2 separate regions of the Sus scrofa genome follow, and region 2 is linked to region 1. A link is a contact called in public Hi-C data. All regions are on one chromosome and are shown on one strand. Each heading gives the region's core, a stretch centred on a gene start, on an enhancer-like site or on the middle of the called end of the contact. The rest is flanking DNA. Distances are from core to core; before and after follow the strand shown. Region 1 overlaps PGS1 (CDP-diacylglycerol--glycerol-3-phosphate 3-phosphatidyltransferase, mitochondrial). Region 2 has its middle 25 kb from the start of TMEM235.

Region 1 (3,724 bases), core at 763-3,262:
GGGACCTCCCGGGTGGGCTGGGGGCGTGGCTGGGTGCTGGCTCCGAGGGCTGCCTCCCATCGCCTCCTGCTGGAGGCTGAGCAGGGTGGGAAGGAACCAGCGTCCTCTTGTGTGTGCCTGGGGCCAGTCCTGACGGAGACCTGCCTCCAGGGTGGACGCCGCTCTTGCCCTGCAGGGGCTGTCCCCACATCCTGGGGACACTTTCAGCCCCTGTTCCCCAGAAGAGAGCACTGCTTTCCCACTGGGATGGGAATACAGCGCTGGTTCCCTACCTCCCCTAGGCTGCGTGTCAGCCATGAAGCGGGGTAGGAGCTGGGGTTGCGCAGGACCGGGGCCCCTTGGGGCAGAACTTCAGGTGGCCCACGGAGGGACTTTGGAGTCGGGGGAGGCAGAGACAGGAGGCGGGGCTGCCACTCAGGCAGGAGGGGTGCACAGGGAGCCAAAGTCTCTGCAGGTGGAGACAGGAGCCGGAAGCAATAACCAAACCTTACAAAGGACTCAGATGCCCGTGGGAGGTCCCACTGTGGCGCAGTGGGTTAAGAACCTGACTGCAGGGGCTTGGGTCACTATGGACATGCAGGTTTGATCCCTGGCCTGACAGCAATGGTTCGAGGGATCTGGTGTTGCACAGTCACGGCTCAGATTCAATCCCTGGCCTGGGAACTGCCATATGCCGCCGGTGTGGCCGTTTAAAAACAAAACTAAAAGCCAATTCAGAGGCCTGTGCAGACAGAAGTGAAGTGGTTCATGGGGATCTAAGCCATTGCAGGGCTTTGAGAATCCCGTTCACAGGTACCTGTGCCCTTGGGTCAGCACAGATGGTCCTTTTGCGCCGAGAACTTGGATTCTATTTATTTTATTTCCAAGTAGTGACACTTGTTGATGGTCTGGCTTGGGTTTGAACATAGAGCAGGTGGTGGAGGGAGAGCCTGGAGGTGTGCCTGGCCAGGAGCGGGGCCCCCCGTGGTGTTTGTGGGGCCTGGAGGTGGGTGGCGGGTGTCAGGGGGACGGTGATCACGCGAGGCAGGCCCCTGTCCCCAAAGGGTCTTGGAGTTTCTGCGCTGTGTTTCTCCTGCTCACAGTGGTAACAGGGTTTCTTTCCTTGCAGCTGGGAGGGAAGGCAGGCATCCGCCTTGACAGCGTTCGTGCTCTGCGTGGCTCGGGGCCTTGTGTGGGCCACCGAGGCCCCCTGCTCCCCTGGGAAGAGGCTGCCTGGCACATCTCATGGGAGAGCAACCCTTTTTCCTGAGCTGGGGCAGGAGAATCATGGGGGACTGGGCCTTGAGTCCCTATTGCTGGCTGCTAGGGACCCTGGTCAGGTCCAGGGAAGCAGGGCAGGGCGCCCTCTGCTCACTGGGACAGGAATGCAGCGGCTGTTCCCAGAGGGGCCGCGGTGTCTCGGCCTCCTTCCGGGGTAGCAGTCTTTTCCTTTAAGTTGAGAGTAACTTTCAGTGAACTGCCTGGTGCCCTGCCTGAGTCTCTGCACGGATCGCCTGCAGCAGGGCTGGTGGGCTTTGGGGGTACAGGCACAGCGCCTCTGTGTACGAGGCCTCCCTGGTCCTCTGCGCTCAGGAGTTTGTGACCTTTACAACGAAGCCTTTCCAGGGAAGGTGCCAGCTTCCCTCCTGAGTCACGGGAAGGCAGATAACGCTGCCGCAGGCCAGCCCTCCGAGGCGCATGGACTTAGTCTCGTGTTTGGGAATTACTGTTGTGAAATGGTTGCAGCCTTTGTTGATGGACAAGGAAATGGTAACTGCTTTGCTCCCTGGGATCTGCCTCCCGCGATCTGGGAATCTTGTCAGTGCCGGAGTGGGGCCTTGGTGCCGGGAAGGTCTTCACGACCAGGCCGAGAGGAAGTGGCAGCGGTCGGGCTCTGGGTGGCCGGCGGGAGAATCTATCTGCTCAGCAGATCACAGATGCTATGGGGAGGCTTCCAGCAAGTGACCGAGGAGGTTTCAGCAGAGACTAGCCAGCCTCAGGGTGGGCTGGGCTGAGAGGGACAGGCCAGCCTCCGATGGTGGGGTCTCCCGGACTTTCTCCTGGGTTGCTGGGAGCCGGCTTTCTGCAGGCAGTAGAGAGGGGTCCGTGCGGCCGTGGCCTCGTGCCAGGACGAGGTCTCTGTGGGCCCGGGTTGATTTGGGGGCGAGTCTCTGCCAGGGCCCGGGCGCTGGCTGCTCTCCCCGCCTCCTGAGTGAGGGGACTGAGCCCACATCCTGGATCTTAAGAAGAGCCGGGCAGGCTGCGGTCAGGAGCTGCTTTCCCAAATGACATATTTGGGATGTTTTCTTTTTCTTCCCAAACCTGAATCCCAGGGGCTTTGGATGGTGGGAGGGTGGCAGTTCGTGCCAGCTGCAGCCCTTCCGTTCTCTGCAGGCACGTGGACTTCTGTGCCTTTGAAATGCAGCGATGCATTTCTGGATAATTCCACCTACATACTTAACACCTGGACGGCAGCCATCCTCTGGAGAGGCCCACGCGCTGCCCGATCCCGAGACTGCCCCGCTGCCCAGCTGCCCCACAGCCCAGAAAGTCCCTGAAACCCCAGCTGCCTGGGTCCCCGCTCTCCAGAGCCGCCTCGGGAGCCCTTGGGACCCAGGGAAAGGCCTGTTCATGTCCCATTAGTGCCGGAGAAGGGGAGGTGTTTTCATCTGAATCTAAGTCCCTCCCTTGAGTTAGCGCATTTGGTGGAAGCTGCAAGCTTCCTGGTTGGTTCGGAGAGCTCAGTGGACCCCTGCGACCTAAGGAGGCTCCCTGGACAGCGCCGCGCCCCGTCAGCTGACCTCCTCCTCCATCCCTGAGCGCAGGCTGGGAGGAAACGCAAGTGTCTCTGCTAATTTAAGTGAAATCCTGGCTGTGGAGTCAGATGAAAACATGCAGCTGGAGCCGGGTCTCTGGAGACGCCTGCAGACCCGCCCCCCGCGGCAAGGGCGCCTCCGCTGGCAGGCCAGGCCCGTGCAGCCGTCTGCGCCAGGGGACCCCAGCCCTGGGAGCCCCGCCTTCTCGACAGGGGGTGAGCTCAGAAAATGGGCGGGAAAAGAGGCCGTGGGGACTGGATGTCCCCAGCCTGCCTGGAGAAGCTCAGACGGGGTGTCACACTGTGGAGGGCGCGGTGTCCTTGGTCCGTCCTCACTGGGCAGAGGAATTTGTCAGGGACGCGGCTTCCCTTCTGCCCCCAGAGGGCTCCTGGTGATGGAAGCAGAGTCGCAACCCTGACTGCTGCCCCTTGAAAGCTTCCATTCCTTGTTCAGAAGGCACAACACGTATAGGGTGAGATGTTTAAAGAGGAGGCAGCTTCTCCTCTCAAAGATTCTAAGCAGTTTAAGACAAGGCTCATATCCGTGTTTAAATTCCTTTTGTGTGTGTGTGTATGTGCGTGCGTGCGTGCGCGTGCGCGCTTTTTAGACCGCACCTATGGCATATGGAAATTCCAGGCTCGGGGTTGAGTCAGAGCTGTAGCCGCCGGCCTCTGCCAGAGCCGCAGCAGCGCCAGATCCGAGCCGCGTCTGCGACCTACACCACAGCTCATGGCGACGCCGGATCCTTAAGCCATTGAGTGAGGCCAGGGATCAGGTCGTGGATGCCAGTCAGATTCATTTCCACTGCCCCAGGACGGGAAATCCAGTTTTAACTTTTTTTAAATAAGAAAGTAATAGTCATTCGTTGTAAAACTTGAGAAAAATTGGAAGATGCTAAGCCCTTCGTGCTAAGTCACTGATACCGTTTT
Region 2 (3,837 bases), core at 1,230-3,729, 120 kb before region 1:
GCGTGTGGTGTCACGTGTTCCTGGTCAGGTGGGTGGGTGACAGTACAAGACGCCGTTGATCCCGAGCGGAGGTGCATTTTCCTGAGTTCCGGGTGAGCAGCGGCTGGTGCTCCCACTGGGATTTGTGGCTGCTGAGGAAGGAAGAGCAGGAAGAAAACGCCAAGGGCCACAGTTCGGTTCACCAGCCTGGACCGGGTGCAGGAATAGGATGCTCTGTCTCCTGCCGAGGACAGAGGGCCACGGGGAGATCACGAGGAGCTCTGCTCAGCCGGGACCATGATCCCCATTTAACGGATGAGGAAACTGAGGCCCGGGAGGTAGAGTCACTAGCTGGTAAGTAGCAGAGACAGGATTGGAACCCGTACCTGGAGGTCCGGCTGCGAGCACTGCAGGTGTGCGTAGAGCCAGCAGGGGGCAGTGCTGGGAGCACCTGGAGGCACAGCCCGCCCTGCTCCCCTTCTGCCCCAGGAGCCAGCTCTCATCCACTCAGCTTTCTTGTCTTCTCCTCCAGGAAGCCTTCCACGATGGCCCTTAGCCCGCTGCCAAGACACACTTTTCTCCCAGGTTCCTGGGCAGCTGGCTTACTTCAGAGCAGCCTCTGTCCCTGTCACTTGCCCCGTGTGCCTCTGCGAGCTGCAAGGCCTATGTCTTTCATTCTCAGATCCCTAGCAGGGGGCTTGGAACGTGATGGGCATTAACAAGTACCTGAATAGGAGTTCCCATCGTGGTGCAGAAGTTAATGAATCCAACTAGGAATCATGAGGTTGCGGGTTCGATCCCTGGCCTTGCTCAGTGGGTTAAGGAGCCAACATTGCCGTGAGCTGTGGTGTAGATTGCAGACATGGCTTGGATCCTGCATTGCTGTGGCTCTGGTGTAGGCTACAGCTCCGATTCGACTCCTAGCCTGGGAACCTCCATATGACATGGGAATGGCCCTAGAAATGGCAAAAAGACAAATAAATAAATAAGTACCCGAATTGACGTGGATGAGAAAACCAGGAGTAGAGAGGCGTGAGGCCCTTCCTTCCAAAGATGGGGACAAGATTTTCGTGGGGGGGGGAACAGGCCACCCCCAGAGGCCAGCTCCAGCAGGCGCTAGAGGGCATTAGACAGTCCTGGCAGGCGCGAGCTCTGGGCAGGGCCATCCTGCGTTGACTCCTGCGGAGGAGGGCAGCTCCGCTGTCCAGCCTGTGGCCTGGCTCCCTCTGGAAGTCCTTCCCACCTTCTCACCTAAGGCCCTCCAGCTGCACCTGGGAAAGGTGCCCGCGGCAGCTGGAGGGGGGATGAGGGCAGTTTGCCCTCTGCCAGACCTCAGGACGGACACTCCCCTGGAACCTGGGGTCAGCTGGCTCGTTGGCACATCCGTTCGTTTATTCAGTAAATGTTTATTGGGCACCCATGGGCGCCGAGACCCTGCCTGGCCTTGGGGGTGGGGGACGCTGCCTAGGGGCTTGGCCTCTGGGGTTTGTGAGGGCGCCCCCCCCACCCGGGGTTCTAGTCTTTACTTCAAGGGTGGGCTCAGAGCCCCTCTGCCACCCATTCCCGCCCAGCCTGGGTTGGGGGAGGGGCTGGGGGAGGAGCCGGGCAGCCCCTCCCTGGGGTGGGGGAGGGCCTCCGTGGGGTGGAGGTGGGCCTGGCAGCCCCGCCCGGCCCCACACACGCAGCTGTTCCCGGAATGGGGGTTTTAAACTTTTTTTTGTTGGCGAATATGCATGTGGTCTTAATTATTTATACGCAGCACTTATCTCCCCAAATGTTTTATCGGGATTCGGCGGATCCGAGAGCGCGAGATGGAAGCCCCGGGGGCGCGCGGGGGCGGGGCGGGGGCCGTAGGGGAGCAGCTGGGAGCTGGGGGAGGTGGTCGAGGCGTCCCCTAAGCCGGCCCGGGGGTGAAGAAAGGAAGGACCCCACTCGTGGTCGATTTAACTCCTTCAGGCCCCGACGCGCCTTGGGAAACCGCAGCAGGTATCTCCGCGGCGGGAGGTAACACCTGGGCGGGTTTACTGCCTGCGCCATCCTGCCAACAGGGGGCGCCACGCCGGGGCCGGTTCTCTTCGGTGCAAAGCTGGCCGCGGAGGAGGGTGGGGAACCACCTCTTTCAGCAGCAGCAACTCAGGAGGCCTTAAGACGGGGGGTCTCGGCTCTTTCCTGGTAGCGGCGGCCAAAGGAGAGCAGAGGCGTGACCTTTGGATCCCGCACCTGCTAACGTCCCAGGGCGTTAGGGCCCCGTTTAGCGCTCCACCATCCCCCGGAGGCGTTTCCTGCCCGTTTTACAAATGAGGAAAGCGAGGTTTAGAGGAGTCACCCATCTGCGGACTCCAGCAGAGCAGGGGTTGGTGCCCACGTGGATTCAGGCGGATGGTCTTACCTGCAGCAAGGCGAGGGGAGGGGCCCGGGGCTGCCCCCTCACTTGGTCCTCCTCCCCGCCCCCCAGCTGCGTGTGGCCTGTCTGTGCCCTCTATTCCTGGCCTTTTGGGCAACGCCGCCTCTGGAGATTCCTGGAAGCGTCCCAGGCGCACACCTCCCTCTCGCACCCGCCCACCCTGTGCTTTGCAGGATTTGCAAGGGGGGGCTCGGAGATCAATCCTTGGGGGCCTTGGGAACCTGGGCCTGGAGGTCCTGGGAGCTCCCAACTGCTCCCTCCGGGGGTGCCCGGAGCGCCCTGACCTGCCCCCCCGTCCCAGGCGGCCCGGGCGGGAGGTCCCAGGGGATGGCAGGCGCCCACGACGCGGGGGGGTGGGGGGAGCGCTGGGCAGGGCCTACCCCGACCACCGGGAATTCCAGGAGGACAGAGGGCCTGGAGGTTTGGAGGTTTGGAGGTGCACCGAGGAGCCTCCTGCGCCTGGGGGGCCCCGGTCCTGGCCGGGAGGGGGTGCGTGTTTGTGCCGAGAGTGGGGAGGACTTCCTTGAGCGGGCCGGTTGGGACTGGGTGGGGGCCGGGTTGGGATGAGCTCGGGGCCCATGGAATCTGGACTCCCTGGGTCGGCCAGGCCTGGCGGGGCGGGAGCCTCATCGAGGCATTCCCAGAATTGCGCCCCAGGCCGCGGCGAGGAGCTTTCTCCCGAGGTAAAGCTCTTTCCGAGGGGGATTCCTGCGAGCTCCGCCGGGTAATTGGTTCATCGATTGAGAGCGCGGGCGTGGGGGGCGCCTCGGCGGGGGCGGGGCAGCTGAGTCAGGGGCCCGGCCCTGGGCGGCGGCGCTCCGGGGAGGCAGGGAAGGCGGGAATTCCAGGTCGGGGAGGGTCTCTGGGCCTCCCCAAGTCGGCGAGGACCCCCAGCGGGCAGCCAAGGGAGCCCCCGGGGGCTGAAGCGCCAGCCGGGCCCCCTCGGGCCCCTGGCAGGATCGGTTCCCACCAGCCAACCTGTTCCCATAGCCAGAAGTTGCCATGGTGACCCCCTCCCACCTTCAGCTACAGCTTTTCCAGTAAAACCACTGCAGAAATCCATACTTCCCGACAGGCACGCCCCCGGCCCCCCGCCCCCCACTCTGCGCGGTCTGGGAGCGGCTGGGAGTTAACCCTCTGCTTGCCGGCCTGCCCGAGCCGTTTGGGGGAGGCCAGGGGGGGGAGAGAGCCGCCGGCAAGTGGGGGACCTGGGCAGGATAGGAGAAGGTGCAAGGGGACAGCCAGGCTGGCCTCTCCCTCAAGGCCCCAGGATGGGACCTCAGCAACTCCAGGAAGTTGGAGGGGAGAAGGGGAGCTAGCTCCCCACGGTCTCCCAGCTTGGAGGAGTCTTGCTGGGGCAGCTGCGGACCCCCAGGGTCCTTGCTTGGCTCCAGCTCGCCAAGGGGGCCTCCTGCCCCACTTGGTGGGGCAGCAGATCTACCCAGCCCGGCCGC

What was found. Hi-C and Micro-C count contacts between places; a contact is called where the count stands out from the background.
Region 2: a Hi-C map of liver shows a contact between it and region 1, with 4 times the contacts expected there. The contact joins two enhancer-like sites. A contact is called at or near these places in 2 of 5 promoter capture datasets (fetal liver and liver), 8 of 47 Hi-C or Micro-C datasets (blood, embryonic fibroblasts, fetal liver and 3 more) and 1 of 2 datasets of contacts at active chromatin or transcription factors (alveolar macrophages).

Annotation. Positions count from the first base shown.
Region 1 is chr12:3,595,714-3,599,437 of Sscrofa11.1, reverse strand. The region is part of intron 8 of PGS1 (CDP-diacylglycerol--glycerol-3-phosphate 3-phosphatidyltransferase, mitochondrial); the gene reads left to right. Among named protein-coding and RNA genes, the nearest start is that of PGS1, 31 kb to the left of the region's middle. Within about 2 kb of position 2,012, at least 27 of the 83 cell types and tissues checked have an H3K27ac peak or open chromatin away from gene starts, as enhancers often do. A contact at or near this core is called in fetal liver and liver, where this site is marked.
Region 2 is chr12:3,715,998-3,719,834 of Sscrofa11.1, reverse strand. No RefSeq gene overlaps it. Among named protein-coding and RNA genes, the nearest start is that of TMEM235, 25 kb to the left of the region's middle. Within about 2 kb of position 2,479, at least 24 of the 83 cell types and tissues checked have an H3K27ac peak or open chromatin away from gene starts, as enhancers often do. A contact at or near this core is called in fetal liver and liver, where this site is marked.